Regions from separate parts of the Mus musculus genome. Here all the other regions are linked to region 1. A link is a contact called in public ChIA-PET data. All regions are on one chromosome and are shown on one strand. The core of a region is the stretch at or near the end of the contact, and the rest is flanking DNA. Distances in the headings are between cores, read along the strand shown.

Region 1 (4,945 bases), core at 1,036-3,535:
TCCCTCCTTCACCGCCCTTCCCCAGGCCCGACAAGGCGCCAGCCACTCACCTGGTCCTTCTTGCTCTTGTGTGAGGAGGCCACATGTGCCAGGTACTGGATGACTTTCTTGGTGTTCTCTGTCTTCCCTGCTCCAGACTCCCCCCTGCCAACAGAGGGAAGGAGCCCTCACTGAGAGGTGACTGCATCCTCACCGTCCACCCCACACAGCAGCACTGTCTACCGCTCTGCCCTTCCGTGGGTACCCATGAGGGAGCCAACATGAAGAGAAAGGAACAACAGACCGAATGTGATACTCGGGAATCTTCTCTCAGTCTGCTTCCCATGGCCCACCAGAGCCAAACAAAAGCCAAGTGACTCATATCCACTGCCCACCCTGGTCACTTGGCAACCTCCAGACCCAACTGTTTAGCCGTCAAGGAGGCAGCGGTTGACCTGGGAGCCAAAGACACTTATATGTGCTCCCTTGAAACATCTCTGGGAGGCAATTTCTGCTCCATGAACTCCCACCTCCTTAGTAAGACGGAAAGTAGCCATATCAGACCAAATCAGAGTCAGAAGGCATGCTGGGGTCTGGGAAAGCCTACTGGTGGCTCGTGCTGGAGCCTGCGTTCCTCCTCTGCTGTCACACCCACCCACCCACACTTCAGTACTTGAGGAGGGCTGACAAAGGCCTTGGTTGTGACACAAAGCTCCCTGAGAGCACCAGGCATAGCTCTGAGTCCTGTCTCAGGGAGGGGAGGGGCCTGAACTAGGAGTGAGCTTATCAACCTGCTTTTGACAGAATAAGAGCAGGGGTGAATGTGCTCAAACCCAGCACCACAAACAAAATCATCAGAGCAATAAACACCACCACTACACGCACGCGCACACACACGCACACGCGCACACACATGCACGCGCACACACACGCGGGTGCGCATGCACACACATACACACACCCACACGTACGCGCGCACACACACATACACACATGGGTACACTCGCACACGCACACTCGTGCACACACACATACACACACATGCGTACACTCACGCACGCACATGCACACACACACACACTCCCTCCCTCTCCCTCTCACAAACACTTACGTGCACAGGATGGACTGATCTTCCCGGTCTGCAACAAAGAGGACACCAGGTTACCTTGGATAAGAAGGAAAACACCTCTCCCTTCCCATCCCAAGAGTTGCCAAGATAAGGAACAAAAGACTTAAATGCTTCTCTGAAAGGACCCTCCCAGGCCTCCAACCTGGGCTGACTGTGGACAGCCTCAGATGAGGGACACCTACAATGGCAGAGCCCCAGGCAGCTGCCTGCCCCCAGCTCTGGCTGCACACCCCTGCCCTGCCCACTCCATCCCGTGAATATCAGGAAAAAATGTCCATGGCAGGCACCTGCAACACTGACCACATTTACGCAAGGAATACTGTTTAAGGGGCCAGAAATCAGAGCAGGCAGCATGGCAGGCCTAGCTTGCAATGGGACAGTCCCAGTGTGGGCCACTGCCTCGCAGAGTCTAAGACCAGAGATGGTGGCCTTCTCTGAGCCCCATGCACTTCTCTGTGTTGTGAGGCAGCACGTGTAAAGGGACACATGTGAATCCACATACATGGTGCTTGGCTCATGTAAGGCACGGTGATGACAGGACAGAGGGAGCCACGGAGGAATGGCAGCTTCCGGCATGCACCTGGGACAGCCTGCTCTCTGCACCAGTGGCGGGGACTTCCAACAGCCACCCTAGCTTCACAAATCCAGCAAGAAGAAATAGGAATGTTCTCCTTTGCATGGAGGGACAACCACAGTTCCCTGCACTCTGAAAGCTAAGCTAAGATGGTCAAGCTCCAGGAAATACGCCAACCTCAAACCGTACAGTTAATTAAAGCAGTTGGACCCAGCCCCCGGCAGTTTGGCAACATCAGAACCGCAGTGAGGTACCTGATGGTGACGCTTCACAGCACAGCATACACTGGCTATCCACCCTACTTCATGATTATTTTGATAAATATAACACACAAAACAAACCTGGTGCTGACCCTGTGAGTACAGTAAACTAGGAGGCCACTGTCATCTCGATGACAGAGCAGCCGTGACCCAAGGAGGAGATGAGGGAGCAGGAGAACCGGTCAGGGGCACTGGTGGCCACTGGCCATCATGCTGGCACTCCTGCTCTCTCACAGGCTCAGGACCCCATGTGACAAGGGTGAATGACTCATAGCTTTCTGTGTGCATGGCCTTGGGACATAGACTTAGTCGTCCAATGGCAGACTGACCGGGCAGATCACCCGCCCTCCTGTAGGTGAGCTTTCTAGCCGGCCCAATCTCAGCAGCACACAGTGCTGAGGACACACAGCCATCCCTATTCTATCAGGACTCATGCAGGAAGCAGGAACAGGAAGCCTTACTTCCCACACAGGCAGCAGCTGCCTCTGCCCCCAGCTGCAGCCTTCATTCTAATCTCCCAAGAAATAGCCACCAAGCCAGGCACTTGGGAGCCGCAGCAGAACCATTTGCTGTGGACTAAGGCCAGGCAGGGTGAACCATAAAGCTGACAAACCAAAACCAAAAAAAAAAACAAGAAAAAAGGAAACCATCTTGGAATGGGAGCCCCATCATCCCACTCACACCAATACCACCCCACCTCCCTGAGAACTACTCAGACAGAAGTCGAGAAGGGGGCACTCAACCTTCCTTCCCCTCACCCTGTCCCCCCACTCCCCAAAATGCATTCTTCAAGGCTGCCAGACAAGGACTGAGCCAGAGTGGAGCAGAGCCTGGGTGAGATGGCAGGAGGGGCTGGGGCCAGGCTAGAGGAGAGCTGGTTCCACCCCTTCTTCCCCAACAGCAGTGTGGCCCGCGAAGCTGAAGCAAGCATCTCTGTCATCCCAGGCCCTGCCCTCCCCCAGCAGCTCCCTGTGGTCGGCCCCAGCTGTGGCTGCAGGCGGGCATGTTTAGTCACCGCTCCGGAGCAGGCAAGAATGTACCTGCCTGTGCTGGCGAGGCACGAGCAGAAAGTGCCTGGTGCTACCATAAAAGGAAACATTCTCCATTCCTTTCAGAAGGCACTGTTTCCCAGGGCTGTCCAGGCCCAGGCCCTGGATGACTGGAATTCCTTTACGTGAGGAGGAGTCAGAGAATTATTCACTACTGAACAGGAAGCAGGGTAGCCAACCCACACGGACACACATGCACAAAAGCAGAGACATGTAGGCAGACGCACAGAGTGTGTGCCCTGGTGCACAAGAATATGTGCACAGACATCAAGCAGGAACTCAGTGCACAAAGCAGCACCTACACAGACTCCTGTGTGTAAATAGATCCACAGCATGCTATATACTTATGTACACACACATACAGGCCTGCATGTGCTCCAAAAGCTTAAAGCTCGGAGCCAGACTCATGAGACCTCTGCCTACCTAGGACCCTTAGCTCTGCCCCTTGACCTGACCTCTCCGCTGCCATTGCAGCCCAAACACAGGCTCGGAGGAATCCCAACCTGCTTCCTCAGACCCTGCTGAGCCACTGCTTTCAGAGATGCCCTACCAAGAGGCCTCCTCCTCCACCTGAGTAAGGCCCCCAACACTGAGCACGGAGAAGCCACCTGCTTAGAGTGACTCACACAGCCTCTAAAGCCTCAAGAGCCTTCCAACACTTTCTGGAAGTTGCAGTCTGACACCTGACCTCCTGGGTGGCCAAAGGACACCCTCAGCACTCAGGAAAGGCGGGTGACTCTTTCACAGCACTATGTTTGAAATCTGCTCCTGAGCTCAGGGCATCCCTTACAGATAAGGAAGTCCCAGCAAGTGGTAGGCCTAAGCCAGCTCATTCTGCTGCCTGCCATCCTATGTGTTCAGTTAGGGACATGGACACACACATGGGGACAAACACACACACATATACAAACACGCACATGCGTGCGCACCCAGCACTCAATAACCTTGCCTCACACTGTCATCTCTGTGGCTGAGTACACTCACAGGCCTCCGGAAGCCATTTATTTCTGCCCAAGTCCATACTTGGTCCTATGCGGTCTAACAGTTTATCTGAAATGCCCTTTTGTCTTTTTTCTACCCTGGGACCTGGAAGGTAACAGCCACCAGCATAACCTTATTCAGACACAGGCTCTGAACCACCAGGACCCCATCTCAGAGGATGTGGGCTGAGATAGGGCTGTGAGTCTCAGCCATGGTCTCTAGAACTCTCAACAGCCACAGCCTTTCCTCAGTCAGAATCTTGACAAAGCCCTGGAGCAGGGGACATTGGCTGGCAGAGAGCAGTTTGACTACTATTGGTCCATACACCCAGAGCAGTTAGAAAGGAAGTCATTAGCCCTGCCCTTGACCTCTGGAATGAGCAGGGTCTGTTCTGAAGACCTGTGGCAATAAATGCCTGAGGCCTACTCAGAACTCTTTCCTTAGCCACCCCCACACTACATCACCAAGCTCCTAGCAGAACCTTCCAGAACCGCAAAATAAATAAATAAATAAATAAATAAGGCTTGCATGAGTTAAACACTCAGCAGTCAAGCTCTTGCTGCCCCTGACTATATATATTTAAACCCAGAAGCCCCAAGGCTGGGTCCACAGAATGACATCAGAGCTGATGTGGCCACCCTGAGTGGACAGGTTTCTAGCCAACTCAGAAGACCACCTGAGGCCTGGGCAGGTGTTTCATCCCAGGCATTTGGAGTCCTACACACTGGGGGAGGGGAGCAGACACACTATGGCTCACTTCCTGTCAGAGGAGCAATGGCTGATTCTTGTCCATAAAAGGCTGTGAGGCTTGAGACTACTAGCACAGTGGTGACATCAGCCAGACAGGAAGTACAGGAGGAAGGGTGCAGGCAGCTACTACAACTGACTCATGGCTGGGCTCAGAGAGTGTACCTCCCTGGAGGAACTGTCACAAGGCCATAACTGGCTGAGTGCCTCCCTGAGGGAGCTCATC
Region 2 (4,945 bases), core at 1,437-3,936, 760 kb after region 1:
TCTACACCCTGTTCAACCCAAAAGAATAAGAGTGTTTACTGTGTGGTGTTATATACTTTTGAGTTTGTCAATTTGCCTGGACTCTCAGTTTCAGTTTGAACTTTTGATCAATATTAAAATTGTTGAGACGTTTGGAGAAAACCTCAGTGCAGTCCGGGGTATGAACAGGGCAGCCGTGTTGAGTAGACTGGTCGTCTTCTGCAACCGTCTTTATTTGGAGATTAAGTGTGATCTAAGGAAATGCATTAGGTGTCAAACTGACATGGGCTGGGACTGCAAAGGTGAATCTCAATTATCAAGTTGATTGAATTGAGAGACACCTAGGAAATTCATAAAGAACAGCCTGAGTGTGATCATTTCCAGAAACGACTAGATAATGGAGCCTCTGAGTTAACCACTGATTTAACCCCCCGAGAGTCTAATTTCAGACAGACTGTTGGGAAGTGGAACTGCGGAACGTACGGCGCAGGTCACTCAGACCGTGGTTCGGAAGGGTAAACCTTGGTCCTGGCTCTTTGTTCTTTATCCGTTTGCTGGCAGATTACAGAGATGAGCAAGCTCTGCTCCACCATGTCCTTCCTACATGGTGTTCCAGCCTCGCTACTGGCCTAAAAGGGAAGAATTGACCAACCACCAACCAAAGCCTTGGAAACAAGCCAAAGCAAATCTTTCTTCCCTTAAATGCTATATCTTGGCTAACTTGTCCCTGTGGAGGGATTACCAAGTAAGATCGAATTCACATCTTCCAAACCCAGTGTGGCTCTTCACCCTGGCTTTCTTGAAGCAGGCTCAGAAGGTTAACTGCTCCTCAAGCAGGCTCTTCAGTGTCCTAAGCCATCACTGTCATCGACAGCCTACAGTGTCCAGATCCAGACACCCACCCCCCAGTTCCAGGAGATGGGCTTTCTCTGTGTCGTTTTGATCTGCACCCCTCCCCGATCCTTCCCTCTTCCCATCATGCCCTGAGGTCTAGCCTTCACCGCCCTCTGCTCTATAGTTCAACTACCAGGATTTGAGGTCATAGCTGTCTCACAGTTTCTCTGCACACAGATTTTTTTCTGTTTCTTCTGTCCTCGGTTCGTGGCCACCTTTCCACAGGGCCAGGGTATAAGGACTTAGGGTATATGTACCATCCCATGGTATACCAACCCTGGATGCACTGACCCTCAGACCAGAGCTCTTCCTTTCTGTACAGAAGATTCTGATGTGTGGAACAAATCACAAGGGCAAAGGTATCCACGTGTCTGTCTCTCCTGACCTCCGAGCCCCTGGTGAGAAAAGACTGGGCCTCATCCTTCTCTGTGTGTGCAGTCTTAGCACAGAGGAGTGGGGACACAGGAAGTGAATAGAAGCCAGTGTTCTTCTATGCCTTGTGGCCTTTTGCCTTCCTGGGGGTCCTCTCATGGCATCTAGCTCTGCCTCGCCATCTGCAGGACCCTTTATTGTGTCCTTTACTGACATCCCATGAAGCCTGTGTAGAGGCAGGTGGGGGTGGGGAGACAGAGCAAAGCCGCAGACATCAAGGTTCTCCAGACTCAGAGCCTGCAGAGGAGCTGTGCTGCTCCCCCTCATGATCCGGGATGGCTGGGCTCATCCAGGCCGCTCTCCTCACTCACATTAGTAGTAGATGGGGCAGTCAGAGGGGACTCAGCTGATGTGGCACACACAAGATGGATCACGGGCATGGCTACACCTTGGTGGGCAGTAGAAACCTGCTTCAGCAGGATGGCAGATTATGGGCATGGCTGGTTCTCTCTCTCTCTCTCTCTCTCTCTCTCTCTCTCTCTCTCTCTCTCTCTCTTATATATTCTTTTATCCATTCCCTCATTTGTGTCAATCACTCAGGAGGCAGAGGTAAGCAGATCTCTGCAAGTTCAAGGCCACCCTGATCTACAGAGCAAGTTCCAGAAGAGCCAGGCCTATAAAAAAGAAACCTTGATCTTGAAAGCAAAACAAAACAAAACAAATGACATTATAGCTCTGGATGAGAACCTGAATCAGGGACTGAGTGGCTATGTTGACAGAGCACATGGGACTGAAAGCACAGGGGACAGCTACACAGAGGGACCACTTCCCTGTTCTCTGCTGACATGGGGACCTCCTATATAGCCTGTGAGCTCCTGAGGGCACGGTGCAGCCCCCAGACTCCATGACAGTCTGTCAGATGAGTCCCGGCTCCAGCGAACAGCAGATCTTAGGATGACACTTGGGGTGGCACAGTCTGTGACACACGATCCTACTGAGACTTCCCGGTGCATTTGGAGCGGGGACTGAGAGAGGGAAAGCAGGAGGCATCCTGGGAAAGACGTCACTGCTGACCAGAGGAAAGGGCCAAGGCTCAGCTCAGGAGGGGCAGTGCAGTTGGGGGCTTGAATTAGGGGACCCTAGGATGACAGTCATCCAGGCTTGACTTGTGAGTGTGGACGTGAGATGGTGGGGCTAAGAGGTCCCTGCTTCGGAAGAAGGAGCAGGAAGCAGCTAGCTGGAGGCTGAGAGCTTTGGAAGAGATGGAGGTCTGGTCCAGCAGGTGCTTACCTCACTCCTGGGCCATGATGCCATGGACAAGAGGGCTGAGCATAGAGTAGAGAGCCCCGGCCCCTCCCAGGCCACACACTGTGTGCTCTGGTACCAGGTGAATGCTGTGGAGCAAGCCTCACTTCTGAGCCTACCCAGCAAGCACTTCCTCCTGTTTCAAAACCATCTCACAGCTTGTCATTCGCTGCTCAGGAGGCCTCTGATCCTCAGCCGCTCAGGGTCTAGGGCCTCAGGTACTAACAGGGAACATCGGTGGGAAGTCTGGCCAAGTGTGCTAAAAACGAGTAACTGGGTCCTCCAGCATTCATTCTGGAAGCAAGGCTGATGCAGGCTAACAGCACCGGCCCGGTTTATCTTTCTGTCTCTGTCTGAAGCCGTTGGCTTCTGCTGTTGATGCTGTAGGCTGCAAGCTCACCAGGTGACAGTGGCTGCTCTGGACATCCCATCAGTTTTCAGAGCAAGAGACCACTTTTGTTATCTTTCTTCCAAGAAACAGCATCTCTGACTGACTTTCCTTGTGTGGATGTGGTTGGTGAAAACAGTGTGACCTCGGAGCCCCAAAGGCTGAGAAAACACGTATATTTACTTTAAAGGTTTAGTTTTGTTTTTAATGGGGTGTGTGTGTGTGCCCACAGAAGCCAAAAGAGGGTGTCAGATCCTCCTCCAGGGAGGTGGAATTAGGAACAAAACTTGGTTGCTCTAACAGCAACAAGCACACACACTTAAACAGCCTTTCCTCTCACTGAAAACAAGTATTTCATCAATGCTGAGCACACTGCTGTCCTGCCCTAAACTGGGATTCTGTAGGCAAGGAGAGAGGAATGGGGGAGGGGCAGGAGGGGTGGGAGAGGATAGGGATGGGTGGGAGGGATGGGAGAGGATAGGAGGGAGTGGGAGGGATGGAAGGGGTGGGAGAGGGAGAGAGGAGTGGGAGGGGTAGCAACCGTAAGAGAAGGTAGGGAGGTTGGAAGAGAGAAGGAGGGGTGAGACAAGCAGAAGGGGCAGGGCGGGGAGGGGCAGGAGGGGTCAGGCTGCTTTGTCCATCAGAGCACTGACCCCTAGGCTTTCCAGGCCCTGTTTCCTCCTCTGCAATGGCTAGCAGCACCCCAAGTGACCAAATGCAGGACTGAGGTTACATGTGCGGTGAGGGGGTGGAACAGGTATTTCATGTCATTACTCTTGGGGTAAGGCAAAGACCCCAGGGCAGCTGGGGCGGGGAGCTGAACACCCACAGCAGGAGCCCACCCAGCACACAGGGGAGTTTAAGGCACACAGGGACAGGGCCTGGGTGGGTGGGCAACAGAAGGAGAAGAAAGGTCACTAGTGGTGGTGGGGAGTCCGGTCAGGGTTTTCTCGGTTCTTGGCCTCTTAGTCAAGGAACCGAAATAAAATTCCACACAAATTGCAAAAGTATCGGGGACTTTATTCAGATTAAAGTGAAAGCTGAGATCTGGGTGAAATAAGCTGTCAGGGTGACAGTGGGCTGGCTGTGTGCTCCACAACTCACACAGAGGCTCAAGGTAACAGGCCGGGGTTTGCCTCCTACAGAAGGGGGCGGGGGAGGAGGAGGGGGAGGTTTAGCTACTTAGAGGCTTAGTTTGAGAGGTTCTGGGCTTAGATCTACGGTTTTGAATCATGTAAGGTTTTGCTTAGTATCATGCACTAGAAAAGGAGCAGAGAGCTAAAAGAGGGACTCTGGGTGCACCCCAGGTCTTTAACTCCCCAAAGCGATGGGGGTGCAGGTCCTCTCAACCGTGTTGGAGAACACAGCACCTGTGGGCTTAAAACCTTTCTTTCTGTGTCAGAGAAATCTTGCCCTCCTGTGAGCCAAGCTAAGAACAGAAGCTTCCCTCACTGGGCCAAGCCCCTCCAGAGGTGGAGTCCCTTAAGTTTGGGGGGGAGGAGTTGGGGGGCAGCTCTGGAACTCTTGGAGACAGAAAATGCTGAGCTCCTTAGGGCTAGCTTTCCAATGTCGGGGGAGCCATTTTCTCTCAGCCTCGGAGACTCAGGGCTGGGGGGTGGGGGAGGGGTGGAGAACAACACATATGTCACTGAATCTCTGAGACTATGGTAGCACCTGACACAGACAGGCCATCAAAAGTGTGTTGGGAGAAGGACGTGGAAGCTCAGACAGTGCCACGGTCTTGACCATAGATTGATAATTCAGGGAAGATGTAGGTAGGACTGTCTCAGGCCCAGGCCCTGGGTGCCTGATATGGACACCACATCAACTTCCATAGAACTCTCTAGTAAGAATTTCAACCTTATCCAGGCACGGAAGTATACATCTGTAAACCCAGAATTTAGGAAGCTGAGGCAGGAGGATGGCAGGTCTGAGGTCAGCCCAGGCTATATAATAAAATCTTATCTCAAAAACAAATGAGCCGGGCAATGGTGGTGCACGCCTTTA
Region 3 (4,945 bases), core at 1,340-3,839, 650 kb after region 1:
AAATAATTTGAAGGGTCGATATTTGTGTTACTAGATGTTGGCGTGCCCCATATTTTCAAGGCAAATTAAGAGGTCCTGAAAAGGAATTGTTTTTCAAGCACCCAGAGTTCCAACAGCCCAGCTGCTCGTCAAAGAAAAGATCGCCACCAGGGGGCGCGCGGGGCAAGCCTGGGTCTTGTCGTCACCCTTTCCCCGCCTCCCGCCCTTTTTCAAGCCAAGGAAATGTGGGTTCCTGGTGGATAAAAAAGATGGATTCCTGGATTGTTATCCTCAGAGGACAGGCCCAGAAAGTGGGCAGGGCATCTGGAAAATGTGATTTAAAAAAAAAAGAAGAAGTTATTTACTTTAAAGAATGCATTTTAAAGAAATCGCAGTACTTTCCCTTTATGCATGGGAGGCATTCCTAGACTCCCGTGGACACCAGAAATCCCACGCAGTGGCGAACACTACCTGTGCTATGCTCTGCCTGTACACATCTCTCTTTGTAAATCGGGCTCTAAAGAGAGCGGTAGCTAATGAAACAGATTCACTTCTGGAATTTTCCACTTAAGTATTTTCCGATCACAGATTACCGTGAGAAACTGAGAGGGAACTGATGAAATATACATTTCTGAACTAATCAGATTTAACTCCTGACACAGGCACTTAACCCGCAAGAGCAAGGGTTAGTCTGACAAGGAAAGTTAAAAGCCCGGAGACGGGAGGGAGAGCCAGAGCCTAGCCGCCCTTGACAAATGAGATCACCACTAGGGGGAGCCCTGGAGCAAGCCAGTCCCTTTCAAGCTAAGAGGAACCCGATTGTTCCTTGAGGACGTTGTTATAAATATATAAATTTGTGTTATGGTTATGATAATCTTATACCTATCATGCATTGCTATCCCAGGGAAGGGTCCCAAGAAGCAGGCAGGGAAGCTGGGAGCATCCCAGAACAAATGTAAGATTCAGGCATTCGGAGCCCTGTTCCCAGGTGCGGCCCTCTGAGTTTCTGGCCCCTCTGGTCCTCCCGTCCACCTAGCCCTCTCACCTCAGCAGCTAAGTGCTGGAGTCAGAAGGAACCGGGGCACCATATGGATTGCCTTGCTACCCCACCCCACCCCACCCTGTGAGTTTAGCAGGGGGATCTTTCTCCTAGGCCTGTCAATCCGGCATATCAGCATCTTCCCACAGAGGAGCTGGAGAGATGCTGGGTGGATAGGCAGAAGCATGGATAAGAGAAAGGAGTGGGAGGGGTCAGGCCTCACTGTGAACATGGCTCTTTCTATGGACAAGCTGAAGGACAGAGGGCAGAAAGACAGCACTGAGGGAGGGACAGTGGCCTGCTCTGTGGTGGACAGGACATTTTGCAGAGCCGGGCTCCATATAACTTTGCCACCAGACGAGTTAGTTCTGTGACCTCGGCAAACTTCAGGCCTCCGTAAGTGTGGTGGCCGAACTATAGTCAGGAGAAAGCCATCCCCTGACCCCACCTCCTTGCAGATATTTCAGAGAACCTGGAAGAATGGTTTGGGGGACCTGATACAGAGTGGCTGCAAGTGGCACTAGTCACAGGGCCTTGGGGAAGCAGAAAGACCACTTAGAGTCAGGCTTACAGGGGCCTCTGGAGCCTGTCGTTCTGCCTTATCTCATGGCTGGAAGTTAGCAGAAAGGGTCAGGCAGGTCACAGGAGAGTGACATCACATGAGAGGAAATGAGGGCAGGTTCCTGGAAGGGGGGAAGCCAGTGCTGCGGTATCGCCCAGTGAGGAGGTTCTGTGAAACCCAGCATCCAGCAGCTAGATCTTACAAGGACAAGACCCGCGTCCCCACCCCCACCACCTGCAGGCCACTGAAGGGCAAGCGGACCCTGTGGGGACAGCAGAACAACAGAACAGCAGGATGGCAGGCAGAACCAGGAGAAAACAAAATGGACAGACAAGATAGGGACCAAGGGTGCCCAGCTAGTAGAAGAGTCCCTTGTCTCTAGACTGGCACTGGGGACAGGGGTTCAGCCATCTTTTCCCTGTACTCCTCAATTGCTGGACCAAAGGACCTGGTCTCCCTCTCCCTTCCTCCATCTCTCAGGCCCCTGCTACCCACACAGCAGATTTTCCAGGACACATTCTTCAGAGAATTTCCCAGCAATGACGTTATCTTTATCAGCCCACAATAACCAGAGACCAGGCCCCAGGCCTCTGTTGTATATTTCCCATCATGCCTTGCCCTCCCCAGGGCATTCACTGTATGGAGCAAGGAGTTAACTCTCCACTGGGGACCCTGTATCCCAGGGGAAGGGCTGAGATGAGGTGCAACTTTCCCAGCTGCTTTCAGAGGAACTGGTGAGAGCCACAGAGATGCCCTGATCTCCCATCGGCTGGGAATGGCTCTACTGAGAGATGAGAGCCTTCCTGAGGAGACACCATACAATTAAGTGTACAACTGAGTGCTCTTTTCCTCTCTCTCTCTCTCTCTCTCTCTCTCTCTCTCTCACACACACACACACACACACACACACACACACACACACACACACACACACACACACACACGGCTGGGCAATCATGCCCTGGGGGCCGGCCAGCTGCCTGAGCTCAGTGATGACGTCACAAGCCACAGGGACTTTTAGCAAATGACTCAGCCTCTGGGCCTCAGGCTTCCCACAAGCTGTGAGGCTCGTTCAACTGTGAGTCCCTGGAATTCATACTTGAAACCAAAATTCACACTTGGATTCTCCAATGTCTTAGGCTAGTGGCGTTTGGAGGAAGGGCATTCAGGGAAGTGATTGGGTCAGGAAGGGGCTGTACCTGGTGAATGCATTCATCTAGCAGATAAAGGAAGCACTGGTGGGTGGCCTCAAGCCCCCACCCCTACCCTGCACCATCAGGCAAGCCCCTTCGGCCCTGCCTCATCTCCTGACACCCTCTGTCCCACTATGACTCAGCAGAAAGCCAGAGTCTTATGCTGCTTTCTTAGACTTCCAGCCTTCGCCACCAGGAGCTGCACAAACCTCTATTCTTTATAAACTTCCCTGCCTTGGCAATTTTGTTACAGCCGCAGAAAGCAGGTTAAGGACAGGATCTGAGTCCGCCTCCCTTGCTCGACTGTGGGGAGCACATAATCGCTTTCCACACCTGTGTGGCACCGAGTAAGAGCCATTTAGCGATTGTGGTTGGTACCGTCTCCACCCACCATCTTATTTAGTCTCCAGTGGAAGGCGTCTCGTTCCAGGCCCTTTGCTTTGTTTGTTTCTGTGTAATAGAACACACTCTTGTTTGGGACAGCAGGTCTGTGGAGGGGAAGCAATGACTTCTGGGAGTCAGTCCCCTCCTTCCACCATGTTGGTTCCAGGGACTGAACTCAGGTCCTCAAACTTGCCGGCAAGCCTCTTAACCCACTCAGCCATCTTGCATGTCCATGGCTTCCTTCCTTTCTTTCTTTCTTTCTTTCTTTCTTTCTTTCTTTCTTTCTTTCTTTCTTTCTTTCTTTCTTTCTTTCTTTCTTATTGGGGGCTACCAGGTGGAGCCCAGAAATCATGCTATGTTAGGTGAGCACTTCGTCCTCAGAGTCCATCCCAGTCTCAGCACACTCAGATAAGTTCCAGAGGCTGGGAGAGGTAAGTCTTGCCCAAGAAGGAACCAGGGGAGCCAGGCTTTGAGCCCCAGTCTAACTGCCTGTGACTGACAACCACTGGGAGGAGCCTTACTGTGACCCATCTGAGTTACCCCGGTGAAGCTAGTGTTTCTGTTGTGCAGAAACTGAGCTCTGGGGCCCCACAACACTTGGCACAGGATCAACCTAGACTAATGGGCCTTAGGCACAGGCTGCAAGAGAGTGCTAGGCCCAAGGCTATTCCCTCTCCCTCTGGCCTCTCAGAGATAGTGACAACACTCAGGGAGGGGTCATGGCTGAAAACACAGCACCTTCATTCAGAAAACTCCAGTCATGGGCTCTGGTGCCGAAACCAGAAGCCAGTAAGCAGCTCCCGGAGTGGGCTGGTGGCTGAGGGAGCCACATGAAGAAGGGCACACAAGACAGCGCCCTTCCCCATGCAGACCTTCTGACCCCTAGGCATATCAGGCTTATGTCACACAGTAGCCTGTTGCTACGACAGCACGGACTCACATCACATCTCGGACAGTTTACCTCCTTTTTGTCACTGTCCCCAACATATTGGAAAAATCCAGCTTTGTCACTCCTTGCCACCCTCTATCTAGAATAAGATCAACTAATGGGCAAATGGGGCTTAGCGGTATCCTCAGTTGCTGGCCCAAGAGGACTGTCCATCTTCATCCTTCTGGCTAGCCCCCAACACACACACACACACACACACACGTCACTTCACAGCTCCCTCTGCCCCCTGCAAGCTCCCAAGAGGACGTTCTTAGCTAGACACCTCCTTGCCAGGAGGCCAAGCGAACAGGCAGGACACTGCAGGGAACACAAATACACAGGGTAACCCTGAGAGCTACTGTCCCCATGGAAGTCAACGGCAGCAAAGACAATGGCGTCCTCGGACTGTAGGGGAGTGGAAGAAAGGCCATGTGCTCTCAAGTGCCCTGTGCCCTGTCCCCATCGTTGGTAGAGCCATGTGGTTACAGAAGTCAAGGCAGCTCCACCATTTACCCTGACTGGGACGGACAGGATGGTGAAATGCGTGCTGGAGCCTGCTGGGTATCTGGGGAAAGGCTGGTCAGGACAGGAGGGACAGTCAGGACAGGATGGATAGTCAGGAGAGACTTTGCTGTCTTCAGCCTCCGCTCACCACCCTCTGCTACCCCCCAGGCCCAGCATGGGTAGGAGCATGAGGTCCGAGTGATGGGGAGGGGAAGGCTACCTCCTGTTCTGGATCATCCACTGGCCCTGAGTACACAGTCGGTTGTACTTCTGCCTCCTCAGTGCGTAGGCATCGAACCAGAGCGCCAAGCCGTAGTCCAGAGAGGGTACCTGGGAAAGGAGGGCAGGCAATCGTG

Evidence for each region. ChIA-PET counts read pairs in DNA pulled down with a chosen protein or histone mark.
Region 2: a contact with region 1 is called in an RNA polymerase II ChIA-PET map of memory CD8 T cells, with 247 read pairs. The contact joins two enhancer-like sites. A contact is called at or near these places in 1 of 484 Hi-C or Micro-C datasets (effector CD8 T cells) and 1 of 115 datasets of contacts at active chromatin or transcription factors (memory CD8 T cells).
Region 3: a contact with region 1 is called in an RNA polymerase II ChIA-PET map of memory CD8 T cells, with 17 read pairs. The contact joins two enhancer-like sites. A contact is called at or near these places in 3 of 115 datasets of contacts at active chromatin or transcription factors (extraembryonic endoderm stem cells, memory CD8 T cells and pancreatic cancer cells).

The regions. Positions count from the first base shown.
Region 1 is chr15:77,795,911-77,800,855 of GRCm38.p6, forward strand. It overlaps Myh9 (myosin, heavy polypeptide 9, non-muscle), which reads right to left. Exons shown (of 41, transcript NM_022410.3): 4 at 1,091-1,118; 5 at 51-144. Among named protein-coding and RNA genes, the nearest start is that of Apol8, 43 kb to the left of the region's middle. RefSeq lists an enhancer at 1,850-4,945. Within about 2 kb of position 2,286, at least 315 of the 459 cell types and tissues checked have an H3K27ac peak or open chromatin away from gene starts, as enhancers often do. A contact at or near this core is called in memory CD8 T cells and pancreatic cancer cells, where this site is marked.
Region 2 is chr15:78,555,230-78,560,174 of GRCm38.p6, forward strand. Rac2 (Rac family small GTPase 2) reads right to left here. Exons shown (of 7, transcript NM_009008.3): 7 at 3,940-4,945. Among named protein-coding and RNA genes, the nearest start is that of Sstr3, 13 kb to the left of the region's middle. Within about 2 kb of position 2,687, at least 21 of the 459 cell types and tissues checked have an H3K27ac peak or open chromatin away from gene starts, as enhancers often do. A contact at or near this core is called in memory CD8 T cells, where this site is marked.
Region 3 is chr15:78,447,667-78,452,611 of GRCm38.p6, forward strand. Tmprss6 (transmembrane serine protease 6) reads right to left here. Exons shown (of 18, transcript NM_027902.2): 10 at 4,810-4,919. Among named protein-coding and RNA genes, the nearest start is that of Tmprss6, 18 kb to the right of the region's middle. Within about 2 kb of position 2,590, at least 218 of the 459 cell types and tissues checked have an H3K27ac peak or open chromatin away from gene starts, as enhancers often do. A contact at or near this core is called in memory CD8 T cells and pancreatic cancer cells, where this site is marked.